Regions from separate parts of the Mus musculus genome. Here all the other regions are linked to region 2. The links are chromatin contacts, called in public HiChIP or PLAC-seq and Micro-C maps. All regions are on one chromosome and are shown on one strand. Each heading gives the region's core, a stretch centred on a gene start, on an enhancer-like site or on the middle of the called end of the contact. The rest is flanking DNA. Distances are from core to core; before and after follow the strand shown. Region 1 holds the start of Pspc1 (paraspeckle protein 1). Region 2 holds the start of Rnf17 (ring finger protein 17). Region 3 holds the start of Zmym2 (zinc finger, MYM-type 2).

What was found. A called contact is a pair of places that touch in the nucleus more often than the background predicts. HiChIP or PLAC-seq counts read pairs in DNA pulled down with a chosen protein or histone mark.
Region 1: a contact with region 2 is called in an H3K4me3 HiChIP or PLAC-seq map of embryonic stem cells, with 4 times the contacts expected there. The contact joins the promoter of Pspc1 here to the promoter of Rnf17 in region 2. A contact is called at or near these places in 3 of 39 promoter capture datasets (embryonic stem cells and maxillary cranial neural crest), 1 of 484 Hi-C or Micro-C datasets (epidermal suprabasal cells) and 3 of 115 datasets of contacts at active chromatin or transcription factors (T-cell acute lymphoblastic leukemia and embryonic stem cells).
Region 3: a contact with region 2 is called in a Micro-C map of embryonic stem cells, with 3 times the contacts expected there. The contact joins the promoter of Zmym2 here to the promoter of Rnf17 in region 2. A contact is called at or near these places in 1 of 39 promoter capture datasets (hippocampal neurons), 1 of 484 Hi-C or Micro-C datasets (embryonic stem cells) and 1 of 115 datasets of contacts at active chromatin or transcription factors (epiblast stem cells).

The regions. Positions count from the first base shown.
Region 1 is chr14:56,775,971-56,780,748 of GRCm38.p6, forward strand. Pspc1 (paraspeckle protein 1) reads right to left here and starts at 2,348. Exons shown (of 9, transcript NM_025682.4): 1 at 1,821-2,348. The coding sequence starts at 2,189.
Region 2 is chr14:56,400,129-56,404,763 of GRCm38.p6, forward strand. Rnf17 (ring finger protein 17) reads left to right here and starts at 2,569. Exons shown (of 37, transcript NM_001033043.1): 1 at 2,569-2,696. The coding sequence starts at 2,573.
Region 3 is chr14:56,885,244-56,889,764 of GRCm38.p6, forward strand. It overlaps Zmym2 (zinc finger, MYM-type 2), which reads left to right and starts at 1,360. Exons shown (of 25, transcript NM_029498.4): 1 at 1,360-1,455; 2 at 2,552-2,614.

The DNA of each region.
Region 1 (4,778 bases), core at 1,098-3,597, 380 kb after region 2:
GCTAGGACCAAGTGCTAGGACTAAGGGCGTGCACCACTAACACCTGGCAAGATAATACATTTTTTAAAAGTACTTCTAGGGGCTGGAGAGATGGTTCAGCTGTTAAGAGCACTGACTGCTCTGCCAAAGGTCCTGAGTTCAAATCCCAGCAACCATCCTGAATGAGATCTTCCGCCCTTTTCTGGGGTGCCTGAAGACAGCTACAGTGTACTTACATATAATAAATAAACCTTTAAAAGAAAAAGTGCTTCTAGAGGAGTACTGGTTACAACTCTAATCTCAACACTATGAAGGCTGGCTATGCACCCACCCTGTCTCCCTTAAAAAGGGGAGTTGGGAAATCTCTAGAAATACAAACCAGGCAAAATTCATATCAGTTTTAAAGCCATTCTACTATCTACTTATTAAGTCACTGTATATCAATATTTATAATCACACATACTATACAATTATATGTATTTCCAATTGAAACATAGACTTAAGCAATACTTAGAATTTATAAATTTACCTGCTATGCACAGAATTCAGATTATACTGTAAAATTACTTAAGAAGATTAATTTCTGTAAGTTAACTAGTTTCCAATTAACAGGTCTTTTTATTCCTACACAAAAAAACTCTGGGTGCCAGATTTAGAGGAACACATCTTCCGTCATACCCCCATCCTGCTTTTCAGACAGAGTCTCTCTATTTAGTCCTGGCTGTCTTGAAACTTGCTATGCAGTCCAAACTGACCTGGAACTCACAAGAGATCATCCCACCTCTGCCTCCTCAGAGCTAGGATTAAAAGTGTGTGCCACTGGGCTGGAGATGGCTCAGAGGTTAAGAGCACCGACTGCTGCCGGGCGGTGGTGGCGCACCCCTTTAATCCCAGCACCCAGGAGGCAGAGGCAGGTGGATTTCTGAGTTCGAGGCCAGCCTGGTCTACAAAGTGAGTTCCAGGACAGCCAGGGCTACAGAGAAACTCTGTCTTGAAAAACCAAAAAAAAAAAAAAAAAAAAAAAAAGAAGTATGCGACTTGCAATTAACATATCAGGCATAAGCTTGGTGGTGGTAGCGCAGGTGCGCCTTTAATGTCAGAGCTCGGCTGGGACAAGCAGATCTGAGTCTGAGGCCAGCCTAGTTTACAGAGTGAGAGTTCCATGACAGCCAGGGCTATATAGAGAAACCCTGTCTGGAAAAACCAAAAATAAATGAATGAATGAATGAATGAATAGTGCTTCAAGCCGACAAACTAGGCATTTTTTTTTTTTACCTAATTGGATTTTTTTTCTTTACTTAAATTTAAGAGGGTATAGGATAATATTTTAATGCTAGGATAAGTCAAATACACGGTAGCACCCACCCTTGGCCCCAATTACTCTCAGGAGTTTGCAGACCTGGATGGCTTAGCGTAGACAGCACGCAATGCAGAGACAGAAGGCGAATACTTGCTAGGATGCAGAAGAAACCCCGGGCCTTGAGCATGCTAATGCTGGGCCAGGTTCTGCCACAGAGCTACACCACTCGACACATCCCCTTGAAAGCAAAAGGAAGCTGTGGATCATTCTGGTGAGGGAACAAATCCGCTGCTGAAATTCCTCAAGTTCATCCCCAATTCACCTCCGTGACAACAAAATTTGTCGCGCAAGACCGTCCACCCAGACGCCGCTGGTCCTCCTTGACCCCGCCCCCTGCGATAGCAGCGCGCTCCCGAAGTGAGCCCCGGGCGACCGGCGACCAGCAGGACAGAAGCCCTGCGGCGCCCTCACGCCAAACCGCAGCCCCCGCAGCTTTTTTTTGTTGTTGTTGTTGTTTCCTCGCGCCCCGCCGCAGACTCACCAGGCGGATGAAGCCGAAGCCTCGGTCGCGGTTGATGAAGACCTCGCTGGGCTCTCCGTAGCGCTCAAAGAGGCGCTTGAAGTCCTCCTCCGTGATGTCTGTGGGCAGGTTACCCACGAAGAGGCGGCAGCGCTGCGTGTACGTCTTCTCGCCCGGCTTGAGGAAACTCTTGATGTCGATGGTGAAGCCCAATTCCTCGTCCGGGTGCTCCTCGGAAGGTGCGGGTGGCGGCGCCTGCTCGCCGGCCAGCGTCAGCGCCATGGCCGCCGCGGCCACCGGTTCGCTCTCTCCGGCCGCCGACTCCAGGGCGCGAAGACGAGCCGGGTTTTTCTCAATACGTACTTGCTTCAGGTTTCCTCTTAACATCATCTTAGCAAGTTCGCTTGGGATGCTGGATGAGGCCTAGACGTCAAGGTACACACGTCTCCACATGTATCTATGGAAACGAAGCAAGGAAAGCCAGGTAACGGAGGGAAGCCCAGCCTCCCCGCAATCACGCCCGCGGTGGCCGAACGCTCAAAATGGCGCTGCTTCAAACTGCAGTTGGAAGAAGAGACGCGGGCAAGAGTCCCGCCCCTCCACGGCGCGCCTGCGCAAATCCCATACCCGCGAACCGTTTGCTAGCATGGCGCGTGCGCAAACTGTGGCGAGCCTTAGAGTCCACTCCTAGGGACATCGCAACCTAAGATAGTGCAGACTATTGGAGGAGGGGGTTGTTTTGTTTTCTTGCTCTATGCAACTGGAAGAGTATGGACATGTATATCCGAGGCTGACCTTAGCTTTCGACCCTCCGGACTCAGCCCTGGGACACCTAGGTCAGACACTACAAGTGAAGTGTTAGTACCAGTACACTCCATCCTGGCCTAACTATATAACCCTTGACCTGCGTTGCCAGGACAACGACCCTCAATCCCACAATCCACTTGGCTCAGTTCCCACCCTCACTGGTGTGACGTCATTTTCCGTATAAATGGGGGGGGGGAAGGAATTACCACCACCCTTCTCTTTCTCTCACCCCTCTTTCTTTTTCCTTTTCTCTGCCCTTCTACCCGCTTCGCCGCCCCCCTATCCCTACACAATAAACCTCTCCCACGTGGAACCACCTTGGCCTGGTCTGCTGTCTGGTCTATCTGCTCAAAATATATGTAGATTAATATTATCTGATATTAATTAACATATCATGAGGAACAAAGTATATGTGTACAATACGGTGTGAAAATACAATAATTTAGGGAATGTATTTGCCCTTTTAAATATTACGGCAACTATCATTGAATGGAAAAAGAAAAACTTGCATGTTATCGGCACTGGGTAGACAGGGAGGAAGATAGGCAGTTCAAGGTCAGCCTGGGCTACACAGCAAAGTGATATTAATAGAAAAAATGCTTCCTTTCATTTTTCTTGAGACAGGGTTTCTTTGTATAGCCCTAGCTGTCCTGGAACTCAGAGATCCACCCACCTGTGCTGGGATTAAAGGCATGAGCATATTTATACACAGCACTTAATAAAACAAATTTTCGAGGCAATTAAAAACACCTTTTAACAGGTATGGTAGCTTACACCTGTAATCCTAGCTAGCATTTGGGAAGCCAGAAAAAAACTAACAAAAATAATAAAGCTCTTAAAAATCATATTTCCTGATTAAGCAATCCAATGTTGGTTTTTTTCAGTGCTGGGAAATGAACTCGAGCTTTGCACACACCAGTGCTGAGCCCCACAGCCTCACAATCCAAGTTTCTGAAACAATCATGATTTTGCTTGGTTTAGTCTATATAGCCCAGGCAGTCCTGGAACTCTCTACCTAGACAAAGCTGGCCTTGAACTCACAGAGATCCTCCTGCCTGTGTTATCTTTGCCCCACTGCCTCTGCCTCCCAAGAGCTGTGTTTAAAGGTTCACACCACCCTGACTGTGTTGTGGATTATTAACTTCAGAGTAGAATTTCCTGGAATAGATTATAAAATTAATACAGACAGACCATGAACTCCTATGGACCAGACACCAGGCTTAAGTATCACAAACTTACTCTGTAAGGATTCAGGTAGGAAAAAGTTTAAGAAGTGTGGGCAATTCTGAACCTCTCACCTCAATCCCCTCCCATACAAATCCCAGCATATACAAGGTGTATCTTCAAAGACCACAAAAAGTAATTAAACTCACATACCACTCTACAAGGTGTTCATCAGTTTCTCATGAAAGTAGACTTTTTTTTTTCTTAACAATATGAAACTCGGGAGCTAGAGCGATGGCTCAACTCTTAAGGCACCAGTTGTTCTTGCAGAGGACCTGACATTCAACTCCCACAGGGCTGCTCCCAACCCAGTTGTATGGATCTGACTGATACCCTCTTCAGGCCTTGGGCACGTGACACACACATGACACACACATACAGGCAAAACACTCATACTTACAAAGTAACTGCTTGTTTTGTTTTTTGTTTTTCAAGACAGGGTTTCTCTGTGTGGCCCTGGATGTCCTGGAATTCACTCTGTAGACCAAACTAACCTCGAACTCAGAAATCTGCCTTCCTCAGCCTCCCAAATGCTGGGATTAAAGGCGTGCGCCGCCACCACCACCCGGCATGAAAACTATTCTTAAGTGTTAAAGTCAAATAAAAGTAATGTTCACACAGTCTTTTACAAAAATCTTCCCAGGAGCTTTGTTTGTGACCAGATCTCCTAGACTTTAGGCCGGCTCACTATAGAGCTGATGCTGGCCTTGAAATTATGATGCTGTGCCTTCATTCAAGTGCTGGGATCATGAATATGTATCACCAGACCTAGCTACAGAAGCTGAAGAGATGCTGCACTTGCTGGAACTCCCTCTGCAGACCAGACTGGCCTCAAATTCAGAGATCCACCTGCCTCTGCCACTGCCTCTGCAAGTGCTGGGTTTAAAGGCATGTTTCTTTTTTCTTTTCTTTTTTTTTTTTTTTTTTTTTTTTGGTTTTTCAAGACAG
Region 2 (4,635 bases), core at 1,319-3,818:
TCCAATACAAAATAAGTCATTGTGCATGAAAATCAGCAAAAATAACCATTTATAGAATTAAATTCCTCAACGGAAAAGAATTTAAAGGATATAGTATAAAATGTGTTCAAAATAGTAAAGAAGGGACTAGAGAGAAGGATCGACAGGTTAGAGCACATACTGACCTTGAAGAGAATTGGGTTCCAGCACCCATGTGGTGGCTAAGTCCTGATTTATCCAAGACTGTTCAACTTCTGAGATTCCCAAGGGCTTAATTTTCTGCACCATGCTTGATGACATTCAGAATGCCACTGAGATTCAGAAGTTCCACTGCACAGTATCACCTCAGATAGTCTTATTTTGGACAAAATGAATCTCTATGCAATGAGATTGCTACTATTCAAACTATACTACTATATAGTGTGTGTATATAGTGGCATGTACCTGTTACTCCAGCAACTCTGGAAGCTCAAATGAGAGATCACCTGAGTCCTGACGCTTGAAACCAGCCTGGGAAAGATAGATAGATTCTGACTCAAAAAGTAAAAGGCAAAATCAGACTAATACTACCTGCTGACAACCTGCAAAGCCTGAAAAGACACGAGTTGATAAAGAGGAAGGGGTGGGTACTTCAGATGAGGAAAGACGAAACTTTTTTAAAGGTAAGAGTAATCAACATGTTACATAAGATTATGGGCTTGATTAGTATTAGGAAGCAACTTAAGCTCCATCACGAGTCAGTAAAACCTATGGGTTGTGAGAATCCATCTTTCCTCCTAAAGGTAACAGGGCATAGGAATTTTTCAGTGGGAGTATGCCTTTAAACTTTTTAAAAAATCAGTCCATCATAAAATTTCTCAATTACTAATAAAGTCTGCTTATTTTCATATCTGAAAACATTGTTCACTATTTTCAAAAGGCAGTCTGAAACAAAAAGCAATACTTAAGAAATGGATGGCACACCTTTAGATTCTGAGATACGTTTACTTTTACAATGTTTCAATATACATACACCCAATTCAAGGTACAAAATAGTTTGTTTTACAAACAAAAACAAACAAACCCTATAAAAATGTCAATTTCTGTTCTAGGAGGTGTGTGCCTCTGAGCACAATTAAAAAAAAACAACCACATACAATCACATATACAATACAGAGCAGGAAAGAGAAACAATATGGATGGGCTTTATTCTTTTTTTTTTTTTTTTTTAAAGATTTATTTATTTATTTATTTATTTATTATATGTAAGTACACTGTAGCTGTCTTCAGATGCACCAGAAGAGGGCATCAGATCTCATTACGGGTGGTTGTGAGCCACCATGTGGTTGCTGGGATTTGAACTTCGGACCTTCGGAAGAGCAGTCGGGTGCTCTTACCCACTGAGCCATCTCACCAGCCCCGATGGGCTTTATTCTTAACTGCTGAGTTGGACCTGCCACCTTCAGTCGCTTCTTCTGAAATACTCCCATCACTCAGCTACTGGATTCTTTCATTCTTTGTTCACAAAGCCATTCCCATGCTTTCCTGATCAAAGGGCAAAGTGTAATATTCAGAACGCTTTAAAATTCTTCAGCCTCCACTCTCTCCCACCAAAATCCCATACGAAGGAAACTAGTATGCTCTCTGAATGATTTATAAATTAATTCCTTAGCAGCCGCTGTATCTCCCTGCTAAAAGTTTCTCCTTGAGTTCTTTCCCCCCGGGATTATTACTCTCTGTTCATTCCTATAGTACCAGTGGGGTTTTAGGGTCTAGGGAAAATCTTGCAATGTCTAGGGAGACTTTTCATACCACTCACTGTAAACCATATCGACTCCGTGTCTTCACAAAATTCTAGCTACATGTCTCTCAAACAGAAATCTATTAGTTTGCAAATTCTTTGCATCCTCGATGTCTCCCAGGATAGTGACTTGTAGATGAGGCTCAGGAGCTATTAGTAACGAGCATCCCTTTGTTTGGAATTAATTGGATCTCTCACAAGGGTAGCTAATTGACTTCTCTGCAACAGTTGATATCAAGTAATGACAGATTGCCGCCCTGACCCAAAGCAGATGGAGACGGGGCCTCCTTGGTTCTAAAGGCCTGGTACTTGAGGTCCCCCTGGCCCAGTGATGTAAGTCGTAATACACAAAATGCAAATTCGAGTTGATGAAAAGTGTAAAGTGGTGGCTCCTGGGTAAGACTTCAAAAGTAAAAAGTAAACTCGCACCCGGGCGTGTTAATCCCCAGCACTTGTGAGGCAGAGGCAGGTGGATTTCTGAGTTAGAGGCCAGACTGGTCTACAAAGTGAGTTCCAGGATAGCCAGGGCTATACAGAGAAACCCTGTCTCGAAAAAAACCAAAAAAAAAAAAAAAAAAAAAAAAAAAAAAGTAAACTCGCGGCCTCTTCTGAGAACACAGGCCTCCAGGATAAAAGCCCAGCACCGCAATGCAGCCAGAGCAACCTGGGGTTGGGGGGTGGGGAGTGAGGCGGGGCCTAGTCTTTCTGCCTCCTGATTGGCTACCTATGGTCGCCGGAGTCCTGTGATTGGTTCTTGACGCGAGGGCTGCTGGGACTTGCACGTGCTGCTGCCCCTCAGCGCTGAGAGGAGCAATGGCGGCAGAGGCTTCGTCGACCGGGCTGGCTTCCTGTCACCTAGTGGAGAGTAAGAGTGGAGCGCAGGGTGCTTCGGGGTGTCAGTGCACTCGGTGTGGAAGGAAGGTGTCCGTTGCCTCCGGTGAGGAGCCTGGGACTGGCTGGGTGGCCCCGTGGGAGGGTGTGTGACCCCGGCCTTGGCTTCGGGCTTGTGCGCGGTTGGGCCGGCCCTCCAGGGTTCTCTCCACACACCCAGGAAGATGGAGACAGAGATGTGAGGCGGGCGGTTAGCTCTGCCAAGTCTCTGGAGCGCGTTTCCCATACTTCCCTAAGTTGATAGGCTCAAGAAACAGCGGGTGAGGAAGTAGGGTACTAATTATCTGGAGTCACCCTCCTCCACCACAACATTTGAATTTATTCCTCCTTCGGTTAAAAAAAAAAAGAAGGAAGGAAGGAAAGAAAGGAATGTTTCATGATCTAGTGATCAAGAAGAAATAAAACTTGATTTTCCTGGGTAGTTTTTCAGTTTTTCTTGTAGGAATAATAAGTAAACTGAAAAGCTCTTAGATGGAAAAAAATAAAATAAAAAAGGCCCAATTTAACTTAAAGCGTTGCTGGAGAAACTATAGTTCCTTTTGTGAATCTTAGGATATTGTATTTGCCTTTGTTCACTGTGCCCTTATGGAGGTCATTTACAATCTTCAAAATGAATTTTCTTTCCTTTTGTTTATTTGGTTTGGTTTTTCGAGACAGGGTTGCTCTATGTAGCCTTGGCTGTACTGGAACTTATTCTGTAGACCAGGCTGGCATCGAACTCGGAGATCTACCTGCCTGCCTGCCTCTGCTTCCCAAATGCTGGGATTAAAGGCATGTGCCACCACTGCCCGGCTACAAAATGAATTTTTAAGTTCAGGTTATTTTAATGTAACTTGAGTACTTTAGATAATTTTAATAGGTATTCGTTATTGAATCAAAACTACTGAAATGACTAAAAAGTCTTACTCTTTTACCTGTTTAATGTTTATACTTTAAAGGGGAGGTCAGTGGGCTCTTTGAAGATGGACACCATTTGGGAGACAGACCCTTCCACAGAGAAAACTAGTTGTATTTTCAATCTCTCTGGAGGTATTTGTTTTGCAGTGCTAGGTAGTAAATCTAAATCCTTGTACATGGTAGGCAAACTAGCTGTCCTTGGTCCAACCTCCTAAGTAGTTGGAATTGCAGCCTTGTACCTTTAGGCCTGGCCTTATTTGGAGTTTAGATCACTGTTTCTGTTAGGTAGAAAATGCCCATTTTAAAATGAAAATTATTTAAAAAAAAAATAAGGTTCTTGAACATAATCTTACAAAGTCAGTGGCTTGTCTGTGCATTTATATTATAAGATTGAGTTCATGCTTTGTAAGCTAAAGTGTGCTACAGGTCAGCTTGTACAATATCAGAAATTTTATTAAAACAGTTGAAATTTTTTTTATTGACTTAGTAATATTAGCCCTGAAATTTAACCAAATTTGTATCAAATTTCAGCTTGCCAAAAAATTAAAATATTCTTCTAAAAAGTTAAATTAATGAAATTATTATAATTTAGCAAGAATCCTATAGATGTGTTCTAGCAAAACATTACTAACTTTAGTTTTCTTTTAAAAAAACAACAACAACAACTTTGTTTTGGTGTATAAGAGTGTTTTGCCTGCATGTATATCTGTGTACCCCATGTGTGCCTGGTGCCTGAGGAAAAAGCTGCCACCTGTTTGTAACCTTATGAGGAGGCAGAAACTGATAACTCTCTTGGGTTTACTTGCCAGCCATCCTAGCCTATTTGACATGTTCCAGGCCAGTGGATGACCCTCAAAAAACAAAGTGGACTACTTCTGAGGATCAGAACTCAAGGTTGTTCCTGTAGCCTCTACATGTACACACATGTGAATATTCACACACACACTAACAAAATAATAAGATAGCATTCTATTTTAAATTTATATAATTTTTAAAAGTTTATTAAGCTTCAAAGTCTACCTAGTACATTTAAATATTTTTAAAAATATTTAATATATTTTGTGCATGTGTGTGTGTGTATGTATGTA
Region 3 (4,521 bases), core at 110-2,609, 480 kb after region 2:
TTATCATCTTGGAGAGCTTTACAATGTAACGCCATATGACTCATTAATAGGCGGTATTGTCAATTCGGAAATTCAGAGATCTAATTGAATCCATCCATTTGGTTGAGGAAGTAACCAACATCAGTTGTAATCCCGCTAACAACCACCAGGGCGAGGTGCATTTCTTAGGTTACAGGGAGTCCTGGAAATCCAGCACCAAGTCTTCTGCCAAAGACGTGGGTGTAGACGAGGAACAAAAGACCCTCGTGCCGCCCTCCAGCGGCTCCGCTCCGAATGCGCCCGGTGGGACTCCTATGAGAGGGTCACTGCCCACGGAGCCAGGACTGAAGCGAAGGGCACGCGATGGCCCGAGGCCCCGCCAACGTGGAGGACAGGCGCTGGGCAGGCCGGAGAGCGCGTGCTCGGCCAGGCACCGACGGCCGAGGCCAGACAGCCCAGGTCCCAGGGGCGCGAGCCCGCTAAGGGAGCCCGGGGCTCCATCTTGCCCGGCGGCAGTCTGGGGTCACCACTGTCGTGTGGCCCCGCCGCAATCTCGGCGCGCAAACTCTTGGCGGCCGAGGACAAGGCCTATGGTAGAGCGCGATCGGACTCGTTCCGGGCCAAGTTTCTCGTCCCCACGGGTTCGGTTCTGATGGGCCCCAAGTTCTCCCAACAGATCCCACAAAATGGAGGCCGACGTCTCCTCCCGCCGCAGCCATGGCGGAGGTGGGACACCCTTCCCACGGGCCAGGCAAGGTGGAAGCGCCTGCACGGCCGCCAGCGCACCAGTCCCCTTGCGGCCGCAGCCGGGCTCGCCCCCTCGGTCCGCCGCAGGCACTGCCGGGCTCGCCAGTCGCCCGGGTCTTGGGGGCCTGGACAGGGAGGACACCGGGACATCGAGGCCGCGTTTCTCCTCGAGCAGAGTCGCAAAGGGCCGCGGCGACCGTCTGGAGGCCGAGACCCAGTGTCCCGATCCCGGGCCCACGGGAAGCCTCGACGAAGACCGCCCGCCCCCAGGGCCGAAGCGCGAGCCGAACTGCGGGCAGCGCCACTCGGGCTCCTGACCCGGGCGGACCCCGCGAGTGGGGGCGGGGCGGGGGCACGGAGGGAGGGAGGGAGGGAAAGAGGGAGGGAGGGAGGGCCGGCCCAGCCCGCGGGGGGGGGGGGGCCGGTAGGCCCGAGGGCGTGGCCCAGGTCTGACGGACAGCCGCCGTGACTACCTCACCGAGGAGGGTCCTGAAAGAAGGCCGACTGGGCCAATGGAGCCTGCCCGAGGCATTCCGTGCCGCCCACGCCATCAGCCAATGAGCGTGCGGAGGGCGGGGCCTCTCCGGGCCCCGCCGTGCCACCGCCTCCTCTGCCTCCTCCTCACCAGCGCTAAAGCCGGGACTGGACCGAGCGGAGTTGTGCGTGTCGCCGAAGGGGGGTGGGCCGGGGGAGGGGAGGTTCGTTCCGCGGAGCTGCAGCCAGAACCCGGTGAGGCTTCTCCCCGCCGTCTTTCCTGTCGAGGGCCGCGGAGAGTGGGGGTGGCTGGGAGCAGCGCAGCCTCGGGAGGAGGAGGCGGAGGCGGGGGCGACTGGGGAGGCGGAGATGGGTGAGGGCAGCGTCGGGAGCCTCCCACCGAGCCGGGCTTAACAGCCCGCGGCGGCCGGTGTCGCGGCTGCTGCGTCGGGGCCTGAGGGTGCGCTGGGGGCCGCGCTGATGTCCAGGGCGGCTTCGCGTGCGGCCCGAGGGGTGAGGGAGCGCGGGCGCGGCAGGGCTGGCTGGGTGAGGCGGTCGCCGGGGGCGGGGGGCGCGGGGGCCTCGAGGTGCGGGCGGCAGCGGCCGGAGGTCGTGGGGTGTTTTCCTTTCTGTGCTGCGGGCGGCCGGGCGGGCCGGGGAGGGGCCCTTTGGCCCTCCCGCCTGGGGGCTGCACTCCCACCCTGTCTGTCCAACCGAGACCCCAAGTTTTCGATGGCAAGGGGTGCCTTTTGAGTCTTGCGGCGTCCTCTTCGTCGCTGGTCTCCTCCCCGGCGCTGTGCTGCGCGGCTCTTGCTCCTCACGTATTGTTTGGCTGGGTCTCTAATGGCGGACGGGGAGGCAGCGCTGCCGGTCTCGGACTGCAGGGGGGGCAAACCTCGGGCCCAGGGCAACTGCTTGGGGCAAATATGGGCAATATCAGCCCATCGTTGACATAAACTGGTTTTTACCTGTAAATTGGTGCTGAGTTTGACTGGAATAACCGTGGTGGTAATACTTGCGAGGGAGTGCAAGTCCCTTGCTGGCGTCGGGGCAATGTTTGCCCTTCCCCCTCCCTACCCCATAGCAGGCTTGGTGCCCTCAGGTCCCTTTCCCTGCAGATTGAGGCTTACACATGGGCTTTGGCTCCAAATAAAATATTTCACTCCACTTGGGTAGTAAGTAGTAGGCTGTTTTGCGTGGGCTTTGGGGTAATAATAGAAGGGCCAAACCTCCTTGACCCCTTAGTCCCTTCTCTGCCTCCTCCTGGTGAAATCGGCTTGGTGCTCCTACCAGATTGGGTGTTCATCCATTTCTCTCCCCCCCCCCTTTTTTTTTTTCTCTTTTATCCCAGGACCAGAAATTTCGTTCAACCCTATCTGGTGCATCTTTGGCAGAAAGTGAGGAAAACACCATTGTGAGTCCTTTTCTTCTAATTTGCTTATTAACAGAGGACGTGGTTGGATTATAGGGGTTCAGCTATAGGATTTGGCCCTCCTGGTTGTTCTTAAGGGGAGGAGCCTTCTCTTGGGTGGCAGCTGCTGTCGGGGAGAAACTCCAGTGATGCCTGGTGAGGCAGCTGGGAGTGGGCGCTGCTGTTTGCACCGCTGCAGACATCGCTTCTGCTGCTGCAATACCAACCTCAGCAACCAGACGACGGGCTTCTGCAGCTGCTCACGTTACCGGTGGGGAGGAGGGGTGTTGGGAAGGAGGGCATATTTCTGGTGCCCTCTAGAGTTACAGAGTGGGAATTAATGTTATTTGGTTTGAAGTGCATGCAACCATTTTTGACATTTTTCTTGTCATCATGGTTAATGGACCTCTGGTAATGGACAACTATGGAGAGCTGCTTAACTTTTTATGCCTGGTCTGAGTGACAGAATTTGACCATGAAGGTGGACGTGTTTCTAGATCTTTCATGTTCTTTGCATCTGTTGTTTTCATCTTACCAAGTAGATGCTGCTTAGACCTGTGCAGTCCTCTACTTAGTCTTTCATCTCTGGTGTTGACCAGTTCTCTATTATGTCACGCTTTTTATGGATTTCTAAAAATTTTTATAGTGTGTGAGTGCATGGTGTGTTTGTGTTGGTGCACATGCCAGAGCACCAGTGTGTAGGTCAGGACAACTTTTGGAGTTGGTTCTACCCTTCACTGTCTAATTGGTTCAGTGAATCCAAGCCAGGTTGTTAGGCTCATGTAGCAGGCCCCTCTATCCATTCAGCCATCTTGCAGGCCCTATCACTTATTTTGAGATGGCATCTAATGTATCCCAGGTTGACCTTGAACTTTTGTTGCGTAGCCTAGAATGACTTTGAACTTGTGATCCCTCAGTCTCAACTTCCCAAGTGCTATGACTTGTGTCCTCTTGTTATATTTATGTGGTGCTGGGAATCAAACCCAGCTTCCTGCACGCTAGCAAGCACCTCACCAACTATGCTACAGTTCTAGCCCCAAATATTACTCTTGAGCCCAGTACAGCTCCTGTTGTTACTTGTATACTTTTAAAGGTGTGTTATAAGTATAGATGCTTATGGTTACTTTGGATTTATTTATTTTGGTTTTTTGGGACAGGGTTTCTCTGTGTAGCCCTGGCTGTCTTGGAACTCACTCTGTAGACCAGGCTGGCCTCAAACTCAGAAATCTGCCTGCCTCTGCCTCTGGAGTGCTGGGATTAAAGGCGTGCGCCACCACGCCCGGCTTGGATTTATTTTTAATGTGTATGATTGTTTTACCTGTTTGAATGTATGTGTGACATACATGTACTTTGTGGCCAAGGATGTCAGAAAAAGGTATTGGCTGTTGTGAGCCACTATGTGGGTACTGGAAACTGTACTTTATAACTGCTGAGCCATCTCTCCAACCCATTGTTAAACGTTTTAAACTTGTATTAAGTAATTTAATCCACAGGAGAACTTGGTAGTATAGCTAATAATATTTTCCCCTTCTGAACACTGTCTTTACTCTGAATTTGCAGAGGAGGGAGTAGGCGTAGAAGGATCCTGGGAAGGACCCAGTGAAGCAGGTTCTGAACACAAAGCAGTGTGGCGACAGAGCCCACCATCAGCAGCTGGACTGGACTGGATTCTCATGTCGGAGATCTCAAACTTAAACTGAGTCAGAATAACCTTTTCTTGCTTGGAAGTGGAAACATAAAAAGTGCTTGAATCCTGTTCAGTTCTTTTAAAAAAAAAAATAGAAAATGCTAGATGGTGGTGGTGCCCACCTTTAATCCCAGCACTCAGGAGGCAGAAGAATCTGTGAGTTTGAGGCCAGCCTGGTCTGTAGAGTGAGTTCCAGCATAGCCTGGGTGACATAGAGGAACTC